4 separate regions of the Mus musculus genome follow, and all the other regions are linked to region 2. A link is a contact called in public ChIA-PET and HiChIP or PLAC-seq data. All regions are on one chromosome and are shown on one strand. Each heading gives the region's core, a stretch centred on a gene start, on an enhancer-like site or on the middle of the called end of the contact. The rest is flanking DNA. Distances are from core to core; before and after follow the strand shown. Region 1 has its middle 21 kb from the start of Glp1r. Region 2 overlaps Slc37a1 (solute carrier family 37 (glycerol-3-phosphate transporter), member 1). Region 3 overlaps Umodl1 (uromodulin-like 1). Region 4 has its middle 18 kb from the start of Abcg1.

Region 1 (3,200 bases), core at 371-2,870, 440 kb after region 2:
GGGGACCGTGGGATTTGAGAGCCACCAAGGGAATGCCACAGCTAGCTCCTGCTGCCAGTCGGAACCAGCTTTCAGACAAAGCAGATGAGGCAGAAAGAGCAAGGCAGTTCTCTAGGAAAAAAAAAAAAATTCCATGAATGTGGAAAAAAACCCAAAATGACTGCTTTTCCCAAGAGAGGGCACATCAAAGAGGAAGCTTTTGATATACTCTAGCTAAATGCCAAACAGCCAGTCCGGCTCTGGAGAGAAAGAGAGAGAGAGAGAGAGAGAGAGAGAGAGAGAGAGAGAGAGAGAGAGAGAAGATAAGAGGGGTGTGACAGAGTATTTTCTATTTGTCTGGCAACCTCTCTTTGGGTTTTATCAGGACAGGACACGGATGTCCTTTAAGGCTCACAATGGAAGAGGGACAATAGAAAAGAGGCAGTTTGCATAATCAGGAAGGCAGGCATAGAAGCCAGAAATGACAGCTGGATGTCCTTATCCTCCAGATACCCGGGTGAAATCCCCAGTCACTTTTCTAAAGAGGCCGGGGGTTCCTTCCTGGCTACAGAAGTACCCGTGACTGATCGGCATGAGAAAGAGCCCCTCCCCACCCCCAAACCCCCGAATGAAAAAGAGCCCCTCCCCCCCCCCCCCACACACACTCGAAAACACCATCTCGAGGAAGCTGTGAAGGCGCCGGGGAATTGGAGCCTCGAGTGTCAAGTGTCCCAACTGGGTCAAATAAAGATTTCTGTCTGGAAATAGAGAGGAGGTGATTTAATTGGTCAGTTCCACCTTGACAACTATTCAATTAAAACTTTATAATGAAACACCTGTAACAGTCGCTTCCACTGCACCCCCATAATCCCCGGAAAGGTGAGCAAGCCTTAGGGTAATTGGGGTGGGGTGGGGACAGCAATACCTCTAAGGTTCTCATTCTCTGGCTCATCCCGGGGTGTATAGAAGGGGTTAGGGGTGATCTTTACACCCACAGCTCCTACAAGGCGTAAGTACTGATTCGGAGTAGACAGAGATGATTTTTATGTCTTGAGTATCACCCCCCACCCAAGTATTTATATCCATCTCAGAGGTTTGTATGTAAATCAACACTTGAGTGTTCAAAGGCTCTAGGTCTCTTTTGCAGTCAACGCCAGATGCAATGGATCTAACTTTTTCCCATGTGCTCAAGGTACAAAAGTAATTTTTTCAAAGGCAAAAATACGGCTTGATCTTTCAAAACTTCCTAGGGAATTTATGGCCCTGAAAAAAAAAAAACAATTAAGAATGGAGGATTTCAAATAGTAGTTGCTTTTGCATAGAGGGGGGCATCTTTTCCAAACCTGTCCGTGCTCCCATCAGACAGGGTCCTCCCTCAGAAAGGGACGTCTCTTCACCTGGATTCTCACAGGTGAGAGCCTGGGCCAGCAGCACGCAGGCTTTTTGATTAAGTTGTTCAGGTGTCTGAAGGGGTGGGGGTGGGGGTGGGGTGGGAGTGGGGAGGCAATCCAAACAGCCACATGACTAGATTTAAAAATCAAAGCAGGTTGGGAAAACAGGGAGGGGAAGGGAGGAGAGGCACCTGGGCTGGCTAGTCCAACTCAGGTCCCAGGCAGTCTCCTTGACTGACTGCAGGGTTTAGTGCTGGAGGGCTGGCTGGCTGTCTTCCGCCAGGCAGCCCAGCTTCTCCCTTGGTCCCAGGCTGTCTCCTGTGCCCCAGAGCTTTTTTAGGAACCCCACCCCCACCTCCCCATCCATACCTCATCCAGTTGGTGGTTAGAGAACCCTAAGACAGGGAGAAAGAGAAGGAAACTTTTGGAGTCTTCAATGGGCCGAACGTTTTAATCAAATCCGGAAACACTACCTACATCAATAGCTCAACAGCCCTGGACGCTCCAAGGACACACGTGTTGATGGTGGCTAATGCCACCACGGGTTATCTTTTCAACGGTTGTGTCTTTTGAGTCTTTCTAATTAGGCTAAATATTAAAGTTTTTTTTTTTTAACTTAACAAAAATGCCACCATTGGAGATTTTATTAGCCACCTAGGTTCAAGTTATTAACTTACTTTACCGGTGAATTGTTTTTTGGCTCTTTCAAATTCAAAGTAGGCTTGAAGGGTGGCTCAGAGGTTAAGAGCACTGGTTGCTCTTGCAGACCCAGATTTGACTCCCAGCCCCCACACAGTGGATCACAACCATCTATATCTGCAGTTCCAGGGGATCCAGGCCCTCTTCTGGCCAACTTGGGCACTGAACACCTAGTGCACATAAACATACATGCAGACAAAACATAGCATCATATAAATATAATAAAGTAGAAAAAAAAACCCAGAAAGATCACCACAGTTCCTTTTTTTTCTCAGTAAATTTGTCTTAACCCCTTTATCTTTTGCCCGATCATTTTTTTTCTCTTCTCTCAACGAATGCACGTTGAATTAATTAATCAAAAGATCCCGGCCACAGACTTGCTACCTGCCTCAATGCTTAACATTCCCGAAAGGAAGACACACACGCAGCCTTATATCTGATATGCCTTAAACAGCTCAACAGCTGGGCCACTTCCTAACCTCCATTCAGGTAATCGACCTCCCACCGATAATCCCGAGTTATCATTTACTTAATCTTATATTCTACATTGGCTGTTCTGTACCCAGTTGGGCAGCACCCTGGGCCACACTCCCAACTCTTACATGGCAGCTACATAGAGATCTCCCTGTCCTCCACTCTTCTCAGGCATGACGTCTTTCCTCTCCTCCATATTCTCCTCTCTTGGTCCCAAAGTTCTGGAACCCTAAAAGTCCCTCCTCTGTCTGCCCTGCCTCGCCATTGGCTGCCAGCATCTTTATTTACCAATCAGAACCAACTGGAGGGCAGGGTCTCTCAGTGTCTTTCCTGTGGACTCTTGGGCAGCATTAGGCCAAACCCACTACAAATTTATATATATATATATATATATATATATATAAAAAATATATATTTGACTTGTGCGCACATGCATGTGTGTGTGTATATGTGTGTGTGTGTGTGTGTGTGTGTGTATCTGTGTCTGTGAGTACAGGCACATGTTTACCATACCACAAATAGAGAGGTCAGAGGACAAACTTGGGTATTGGTCCTTACCTTCCACTTTGAGACAAGGTCTTGAGGGATCTAGTTGTCTCTGTGTCTCCCATCTCACCATGATCACACACACACACACTAAAGTGCCCAGCTTCATCT
Region 2 (3,176 bases), core at 187-2,686:
ATGCTTCCCACAGGGACTGGGCTATAGCTCAGCAGTCAAGCATTCATACAAATGGAACTGTATTTATGCTGTGGCTTTCTCTGAATCGCTTCTTTAGTTCAGCCAAATGGCTTCAACAGAGCTTAATTTCTCCTACTGCCTAATAATATTTCACCACAGAATGTATCACACTGAATGCATCTGTTTATCAACTGGCAGTTGTCTATTTTGCTCCATTTTTGGGATGCTATAACCCTATGGGTAACCTGTGTGCCCAAGTCTTTCGTGATTGTGATTCTCTTGGTGTGTTTCTGGGAGTGGGGCTGTGGGGTCAGATGTAACTGTTCATTCCACGAGGCTGCATCCCTTTCCATACGCCCTAGGGAGGCGGGAGTTCTGATCCCTCCACATTCACACTAACCCTCATGACAGCCACCCTGTGGATTTGACCAAGTCGCCTGATGCCTGCTCACACCGAGTGGTGAGACACACGTACTTCTTGCCCACAGCCCACCCGTGTGTCTTCTTAGAAGAAATATCTGCTGTGGTCCTCTGACCCTGCTTGTCCTTGGCTGTCTAAGTAATGAGTTAGTATTCTAGATGCAGGTCTCTGCCCAGACACAATTTGTAAATATTTCTCGCCCCACCCCTCCCCCATTCAGATGGTCCCATTTGAAACACTAAAGCCTTGAATTCTGATGAGGCCTAATAGACATGGTTTTTCTCTTCAGCTCAGCTACGCCAGGGCTGGGTACCCCCATGACTTCCTGTGTTGAAGCTGAACCCCACTGTGAAACATTAAGAGGGTGGAGATAGCAACAGTTCTGTTTATGATTCCGGCTCAGCATGCCATCGAGCCCTCAGGGCAGCTGAGCTCTGTGAGACCCTGGTGACTCACTCAGAGACTTGAAAAGGAGAAAATTAATAAAGATATGCTTAGACCTTTTGGCCAAGATCACGTATAGCATCGGGCAGACTCAGCCCTACCTCACATACGTGCCAGCAGGAGAGGCAGGAGCTTGTGCCTAGCCTGGTCCCCTGTATGTCTGGAGCTAGCAATGAGGAAGAAGCCACTTCTAGAATTCGCTGCTGCAGGATGTGGCCACAGAGGTTTTCTTGTCTGCAAGTGAGTATCCTGGTTCTATTGTGTTTAGAGCTACCCCACCCCACCCCCCAAACCCCAGTGACTCACGGAGGCCTCAGATCACAATGAAATCACCACCAGCTCTGTGAACTTGGACTCTGAAATCATCATGGCTTTGAGAACACTTTCAAATACCACCATGGCTACATTTCTAGAATATAGTAGCCTTCTTTGCTTATTTTTGTTTTTCGTTAATAAAGTGTCAGAATGTTCTCCACCCCCCACCCCCCCCACACACACATACATACACCCAGGACCCCTGGGCTGTTAAGCCTCAACAGGAAGAGGCTCTGGTGCCCCCTGCTGTACAATTTGGGCACTGTCCCTAGAGCAAGGGTCTCCTTGATATGCCTAACGCTTGCTTGACAGGGCAGAGGGAAAACAGGTAGAGGGGGTTTTATGGGAGCCACTGAGGGATGTCAGGCCAGGCTGTGGTGACATGTTTCAGGTAGCCTCTGTAGGGAGAGCGGAGGACTTAGAAGCAGGAAGGGCTCAGTGGGTTGCAATGGCTGAGATAGACTCTTGTCATGCGTGAGGCTGTGGCCAGCCTTTCCTTGCTGGCAGTGTGGGCTGTAAAGAGGAGCAGGCTGTACTGGGAGGTAACAGGAAACACAGGAGCTCTTACCGTGGGGAGGGTGGAGGAGCACTTGACGTCCTTAGGGTCTGAAAGAGCAAACAGGAGATGGGTAACTAAATACCGCCACCCACAGCCAATGAACTGGAGCCCTCAGCAGCGCTTAGGGTGCTGCTGGCAATGGACCCGATCTTCGCCCGGTGTTCCTGCTAAATAAGTTTTAGGGCCTCTTCCCACAGTGGTAACAGAAGAGGGAACTACAAGAGCATCCGGGTATGTTTCATTACTGTCGTTTTTTATTGGCTGTATGTCCTTGAATGCATGAAACAAGGTCCACTGGAAGAGGATAGGACTCTTATCTGGTGCTCCACTAAACTAAACAGAGCTTAAGGAAGGAAGACAGCCCAGGCCAAGGGGCCATCGAGGGAGGGGACGGCATAGCCCACCTCCCCTCCCATTCTTCCACAGAGTGGGGATGGGCGTGTGGCAGCCCGAGGGTATGAATAGGAGTTTGATAGTGGGATAAGTCAGCTTGAGCCCAGGACACGGTGGACCCTTGGACCGGTTAGACAGACACAGAAACACGAGAAAGGCACCCAAGCACTCTCAGAACAGAATCTGTAACTTTGTAAGGGACAATGAATTTCTAAGAAACGAAAGCGAGCGGAGATCAGACGCCTTCCGGGAGGAAAATGGAGCACTGGCATCGCTGCAACAAAGTGATGTCATGAAAAGGCCTTCCCTGTCCCTTCTGTCACCTGATGCTTATCTTTTCGTTGACCTTCTGGGCCTTGGGTGGTCACTCAGCTCCCCTAACAAACAGCAGCTTGTCCCTGAACCCTGGGAACTTGGGTGTATGTGGGAGAAGAGCCCTGGGGCCTGGCATGGTATCAGGGAGGCAGGCAGCCTTCCACATGGGGCAGTCTCTGCCTGCCACCCAGGAAAAGGCCCCAGGTATGACAGATGAAGAACAGGAGGGAAGAACATCTTAACCCCGGGGGAGGGGAGAGAGCAGGGCCAAGCTCAGATCGGCATGTGAGAGATGGGTGACCTGAGCATGGGAGGGACAGTACAGAGCTTTGGGGACACTGTCCTGCACAGCAAGGCCCAGCTGAGCGAGCACCAGGCCCTGGAGAGAGTCTTGCAGAGCTCAGGGAGGAAGATGAAGGGACTACTAGGGCACCATGACCAGGTCTGTGGCCTGGGTCACGTAGGGGGGACAAGCCACATACTTCAGTGAAGAGCCCAAGAGAGGCAGAAGCAGGAACAGGGGTGGGAAGTGGCTGCTGAGGCAAAGCAGCTGGTGCGAATGGGGTTCGGGGGCGTCCCCCACACTAGGAGAGCAGCGTGTGGAACAGAGGAGGAAGAGGACACGGAAGTGAACGGAACAGAGAGCTTTAAATAGATGGTCTTCCTCCATGCTTGGCAGCGGTCACCAAAGGCTTATAGATCTAATAAGAAAACCCAGGAATTGGGAAG
Region 3 (2,810 bases), core at 199-2,698, 310 kb after region 2:
TGCCAGAGGCAGCAGAAAAGAAAGGGTATTGGGTGTGTGGGGGGAGTAGACCTGTTTAGAAATGGTTCTTTGGAGCAAATCCCATCTGCATTGTAAGGAAATCAGTATTCACTTCACAGGTCAGCAGCAGCAGTTTGATCCACTCGCATACACTTCACGGATACACCAGCAGTCCAGTTTGGTAGAGTTGGGTTAACAAACACGAATTAGCAGTGGCAACAGCACTACCTAGCAAAACAGCCAGACCTCAGTCTCTGCCCAAGTCATCAGGAGGGACCAGAGCCAACAGGAATGCCAGGAAAAGTTCTGGCTGAGCGTCTCAGAGAAGTGAAGATCAGAGAAGACATGAGACCAGCAGACATTGTCCAGCTAGCTCTACAGGCCAGCCAAGCTCAGCCTCCATTATAGTCTGTTGGAATCTCTTGATGCTCCCTCCAAACATCACGGGGTCTCCACGGGTCCTCCCTATGTCTTGCCTCAGTACGTGAGTCTGTCTTAGCTGACATCACTCTGCCAATCAGCCTGAGTCCATGGAAGCAACAAGAAACCGCAGCACACCACCAGAAGTTTTTTTTTTTTTTTTTTTTTTTTTTTTTTTTTTTTTTTTTTTTTTTTTTTTTGCTGCATTTCTCTCTATGGAGTCCCGACAAATACAGCTCAATTTTGCAATGTAAGGTGAACCAATACATGTGTGCCGTTAGCAAAGAATCCTTCATCATGTGTCCTCTTACGTGCTTGCTTTAGCAGAACATCCTTTCCTCTGTGTCTGCTTCAGCGAAACATTCCTTCATGTGTTTGCCCCAGCAAAACAAAAAACAACAACAAAAAACCCAAAAAACAACAGCAACAACAACAACAAAAAAAAACACCATCCAACACGACAGAGTTTTCAAAGAACCCTTAAGTTTCCATTTCAGGCTCCAGCCCCAGCTCCTGCCCTGATACCCACATGCCTGCCCAAGGCTCCTGGAGGTGGAAGCTCCTGCTTGCAGCAGCCACGATTTCACTTTGCAGATTAAGTAAGAAGAGTCATTGTGGCCAGGGTTGGATTGGACGCCCCTGGTGCACCTGACAGAAAGATGAAAGAACCCTAGCAATCTTCCCCAACCACCTTTTCCTCCTAAATGGAGAGGGGAGGGGGAAAGAAAGGGACTGTTTTCTCAAAAATGTCTGAGTAAAGCAGATGTTGCTGTGAAGTGGATGTTGCTGCTGCACCTTCCCCACACACGCCATCCTGCACTTCCTGTAAGTCAGAGTGATGAAGAGAACTACAGGGGGCCGACTGACTTTCAAAGCCTAGCGTCACCTCTAAGGCCCTGTGCCTACAGAAAACCTTCAGATTCGTCTTTGCTTAAGGGCAGGAGACTCAAATCCAGCAAAGAAGAGAAGCCAGAGCCCTGTTTGCTTCAAAAACACAAGGGTTCATGTTACCCTGGATCCAGGCTTGGCTCAGCGCGCCATCTAGTGGCAATACTGGAGAGCTGCAGGTTGGATCAGGTAGTGGGTCAGAGCCACCTCCCATCAGAGCACACTTTCATCAGACCTTCATCTCTGTGGGGCCCTCCTCTATCAGACCTTTCCTCCATCACATCTTCCCCCATTAGACCTTCTACCTCCCACAGACCTCTTTTAACAGCCTCTCCACCTCCAACAGGTTTCCTTCTCCAACAGCCCTTCCTCCACCACACCCTCTAGCACAAACAGACCCTCCTCCATCAGACCCGGACCTCAATCCGATTTCTGTTGTGTCTCATTTCACACCCAGACAGATTCTGTGTCAGGAAGATCAGGGCCAAGGTAAGGCCTTCCAGGGGCCCAGGCAGAACCACAGCAGGAAAAGGATGACCACTCTGTGGAACATCTGGACTTCCCAGGTATATTCTGAAACCCACGAGGTCCCCCGTCCCCACCCTGTTCCTCAGGAGGTAGAGGTAGACTTTACAATGGATCAGTTGTTCCATTTGACAGTGGATGGGTTTGGTTCTAATTCTGGTTCCTTGACATACTTTATAAAACTTGCCTAACTGATAAGTTCAGATCCTGAGCTATAAAGTGAGAGTCACCCCCCAGAGGCCATGGTGAGCGCTCTGTGAGGAAATGTCTGCCATCCTCCTCCACCAACAGGAGACATGACTATCTATGGACTGGAGTCTCCAGAACCCTGAAGTTTGTCCTCACAGCTGGCACAGCCTGTCATTGAGACTGTGTGACTGAGGCGAAGTGTGAGAGAGCTGCCTGGTCTTGGGCTCAGTACCTGGGTTTTCTGAGATTTTATTTTTCTCAATAATAGTCAGTGGAAGATGCCAGGCTGATGTCAGAAGAGATAGATGACACAGAGGTGGGGTTGGGGGGTGGGGAGCCCCACCTCAGCATCTCCCTGGAGTGTCTGGCAAAGAATCAGTGCCCAGGGATGGCCTGCTACATGAACTGAACCACACGGGAGGAAGCAACATGGCAAACCACTTCAGTGCCAGGAAAAATTTATTGCTCAAAGGTGGCTAGCCACACAGACTCCCGGTTGTCATTCTTACCCGCAAGAATATGCAAAAAATCGAAAGACTCGTTTCCCCCAGATGATCTGTATAAGTGACAGTCACATTCAACATAAGCAAGCACATTAATTAAATGCTACAACCCTGTTATGCTTTTATATTCCCTAGGGAGAACACTATTGTCTCAGGTGATAACTATGTAACCAATGGCCATCTTTCAAATCAACAAAGTAGAGGACCTGTTAGCATGGTACGCACCTCCCCCACCTCTTCCCTGATTCCTTGTGATAGAGTGGGGGGAAAAAATCACACCTTCTC
Region 4 (2,743 bases), core at 179-2,678, 290 kb after region 2:
GTTGCTCAGAGTGACCTTAGGTTCTGGTTTACCTAGGGACTCTGTAGCAAGAACTCGGGAAACAAAACCTAGGCTGAACCAATCTGTAGAGTATTCACCTACAAAAAGTGAATCCCATGGTATAGGCTGTAACTTTCTTGAAGCGAAAGTGTTGCACAGATGGGACATCTTAGAGACTGGGCTTAAGAAAGAGATGGAGGTAGAGGGGGAGAGGATGTGACCAGAAAAGGCTAATAGGAGGAATTCTTTCAAGGTGATGTGTTTTGTCTCTAGGCTGTTGCCAAGGACAATGTTGTGGTTGTGACATTAGATCACTACTGTGCAAGAAGTCTCTGTTGAAGAAACTCGGGCAAAAGCTATACGGCTGGTTTTTTTTTTTTTTTTTTTTTTTTTCTGCTCTTTCTTAAACCTTCAGTATGAACCTAAACTGTCTCAGAAATAAAGAGAAATGTAACATCTGGGAAGTCACAGGACGGTGAGGGAGGCTCACACCCAGCCTGGGGAGAGGAGACATCACATGGTGTGTGGTTGTTAGGATAGGGTGGGGGAGCTGTTGGAAGATAGGGAAAGGCAAGTACCGGGCTAGCCAGGACCAGAAGAGGTGGGCTCCGGGTCAGGACTGAAAGCCACAAAGGTCAACAGCTAAGAAGGCCATGGTCCCAGGGGACACTGGTTGGAACGGTCCTTAACCGACTACAGGCTGTTGAGGATACTGGGTGTAATTGCTATCCCAGACAATTTCTCTGCAAGAGAACTGGACCTGTTTCTGGGACCTTTCAGGACATATGCCAACATCCCCATAGCAGGGACCCCTAGATGTCTAACTTGATTAGATCCATGCATACCACTCTAAGTACAAGGTCCTCACCCCACAGACCAAGTTCTCAGGGGCCACCTTTATCCTGATTTTCTTCAGTTTGTCCTCACCGGGCCACTGAAGTCTGTCCTTGCTTTTCTCTTGGCCATCTCTCACTGTATTTGTTGACTAAATAAAGTCCATAGAAGTTAAAATTCCCATGATTCTTTGCTGCCTAACATGAACTTACACTTTCCTTGACTGTATCTAACTAGCAATGCCACACATTTAATTTCTTTTAAAGCAAATTCATGTGGCCTTAGGCATAGACACTTCTCACGAAACTGTACTGCTGCAAAGCATCCTGCGATCCATTCTAAGACCCTGCAAGTGACCAGGGGAAGGAGCCCCTCCCATTTAGGTGGGACAGGATTTCGCTTTGCACTGCAGACATGCAAAACAAACCCCAAACCATCCCCAAGTACTCAGCTTCTGCTTTCTGTTTCTCAGAGAACGGTTTTAAATTGAGGCCCTATGCAGTCACGTGTTGAGAGGGAATTGCCTAATGGGGCTGTCTCTGCACCAGCAGGAAGGGCTGAGGTTACTTCAGGGCAGTTCTGAGGCAATCAAAACCCAGTTCACATCTTCAGAGCCACAGGATAAAATCCACCTGTGCTCTGTTGTCACATTGTCACCTAGACTGGACCGTGTATCTTAAACACGGCAGGAAGTTCTGTTTTGTTTTGTTTTGTTTTGTTTTTTTCTGAGACAGGGTTTCTCTGTATAGCCCTGGCTGTCCTGGAACTCACTTTGTAGACCAGGCTGGCCTCGAACTCAGAAATCTGCCTGCCTCTGCCTCCCAAGTGCTGGGATTAAAGGTGTGTGCCACTACTGCCCAGCAGCAGGCAGTTCTTAATACGATCTGTGGGTCTCGACCCCTTTGGGAGGGTGTCAAAAGACCCTTCCCTAGGGTTTGTGTATCAGATATTTACAATGTGATTCATAACAGTAGCAAATTATAGTTATGAAGTCGAGGTGAAATAATTTTTTGGCTTGGGGTCATCTTAGGCTTGTGTGTCTTGTGTTCTGCTGTGTAAGTTGGCTGTGAAGGATATCTGGACCACCTTAGTCCAGATGTACATTTGCGCTTCTAGGATGGGCATTGAGTTTCGTCTTTGTTTTTTTTTTTTTCAAACTCCATTCTCACTGAAACACCCTTTGCACCCGTCTTATTCAGCCTTTTCATATAAGATGTCATCATTGTTCCTAAGTATTGTGTTTTGTAAAAAGATAAAGGAGGGAAGAAATATGTCTGGTGAATGTGCAGTCAGGTGTGGGGGTAGGGGTGCCTCTATGGGCCCATGCTGAGGCATTCCTTCCCCCTGAGGGACCAGCCACATGAAGGTATAGTACAGAATAGAGTTTATGCAGGGCACGGGTAGGGGAGTTGAGAGGGTAGTAGAGGCAGAGAAAAGGGGGGCGGGCAAGCAGACCCTTTTATGAGTCAGGCACACCTGGCCGTTGCCAGGTAACTGTGGGGCAGAGCTTAGACAAAATGCTAACACTAAGTCTTCAGCTATTAGCTCTGTTCTCCAAGCCATATACTCTCTGCTGGGAAAGGGGCAGAAGCTGTCACCCATAGCCAAGTTGCCTCTCACCCACTTAGTATTGCTGTTTGCAGTGCCTTCCTCTCTCTGGGCATGAGTTCTCGGAGCTGTTCCCAAATACCAGGAACCCAGATGGTAGCTGCCGCCACCCACCACACTGAGGTCATTGACCTGTGACTCTGAGTCAGGGGGTGCCAGCCCTCTCCCATAGCCAGTTTGGGAGCCCGTGTAGGACAGAGCTGGGAGTGTGCCAACTACCACTTCCTTGAATTGGCCTGTCCACAACGAAGCTCACCAACACACCCAGTTACATAGAGAGTGAAATGTTCTTTATTTAAAA

The links. ChIA-PET counts read pairs in DNA pulled down with a chosen protein or histone mark. HiChIP or PLAC-seq counts read pairs in DNA pulled down with a chosen protein or histone mark.
Region 1: an H3K27ac HiChIP or PLAC-seq map of embryonic stem cells shows a contact between it and region 2, with 2.7 times the contacts expected there. The contact joins two enhancer-like sites. A contact is called at or near these places in 2 of 115 datasets of contacts at active chromatin or transcription factors (both in embryonic stem cells) and 1 of 9 other capture datasets (liver).
Region 3: an H3K27ac HiChIP or PLAC-seq map of T-cell acute lymphoblastic leukemia shows a contact between it and region 2, with 6 times the contacts expected there. The contact joins two enhancer-like sites. A contact is called at or near these places in 4 of 15 datasets of contacts at CTCF or cohesin (embryonic stem cells, large pre-B cells and pro-B cells), 41 of 484 Hi-C or Micro-C datasets (B cells, the Ba/F3 cell line, CD4 T cells and 21 more), 14 of 115 datasets of contacts at active chromatin or transcription factors (the HPC-7 cell line, T-cell acute lymphoblastic leukemia, acute myeloid leukemia and 4 more) and 4 of 9 other capture datasets (adipose tissue, embryonic stem cells, liver and 1 more).
Region 4: a contact with region 2 is called in an RNA polymerase II ChIA-PET map of memory CD8 T cells, with 18 read pairs. The contact joins two enhancer-like sites. A contact is called at or near these places in 1 of 484 Hi-C or Micro-C datasets (embryonic stem cells), 5 of 115 datasets of contacts at active chromatin or transcription factors (acute myeloid leukemia, embryonic stem cells, large pre-B cells and 1 more) and 2 of 9 other capture datasets (liver and pancreatic islet).

What each region holds. Positions count from the first base shown.
Region 1 is chr17:30,879,596-30,882,795 of GRCm38.p6, reverse strand. No RefSeq gene overlaps it. Among named protein-coding and RNA genes, the nearest start is that of Glp1r, 21 kb to the left of the region's middle. Within about 2 kb of position 1,620, at least 17 of the 459 cell types and tissues checked have an H3K27ac peak or open chromatin away from gene starts, as enhancers often do. A contact at or near this core is called in embryonic stem cells, where this site is marked.
Region 2 is chr17:31,324,276-31,327,451 of GRCm38.p6, reverse strand. Slc37a1 (solute carrier family 37 (glycerol-3-phosphate transporter), member 1) reads right to left here. Exons shown (of 20, transcript NM_001242427.1): 9 at 1,749-1,786. Among named protein-coding and RNA genes, the nearest start is that of Slc37a1, 30 kb to the right of the region's middle. Within about 2 kb of position 1,436, at least 75 of the 459 cell types and tissues checked have an H3K27ac peak or open chromatin away from gene starts, as enhancers often do. A contact at or near this core is called in CD8 T cells, T-cell acute lymphoblastic leukemia, acute myeloid leukemia and 3 more, where this site is marked.
Region 3 is chr17:31,010,364-31,013,173 of GRCm38.p6, reverse strand. It overlaps Umodl1 (uromodulin-like 1), which reads right to left. Exons shown (of 22, transcript NM_177465.4): 22 at 2,464-2,810. Among named protein-coding and RNA genes, the nearest start is that of Abcg1, 46 kb to the left of the region's middle. Within about 2 kb of position 1,448, at least 34 of the 459 cell types and tissues checked have an H3K27ac peak or open chromatin away from gene starts, as enhancers often do. A contact at or near this core is called in CD8 T cells, T-cell acute lymphoblastic leukemia, bone marrow-derived macrophages and 1 more, where this site is marked.
Region 4 is chr17:31,038,411-31,041,153 of GRCm38.p6, reverse strand. No RefSeq gene overlaps it. Among named protein-coding and RNA genes, the nearest start is that of Abcg1, 18 kb to the left of the region's middle. Within about 2 kb of position 1,428, at least 139 of the 459 cell types and tissues checked have an H3K27ac peak or open chromatin away from gene starts, as enhancers often do. A contact at or near this core is called in acute myeloid leukemia and memory CD8 T cells, where this site is marked.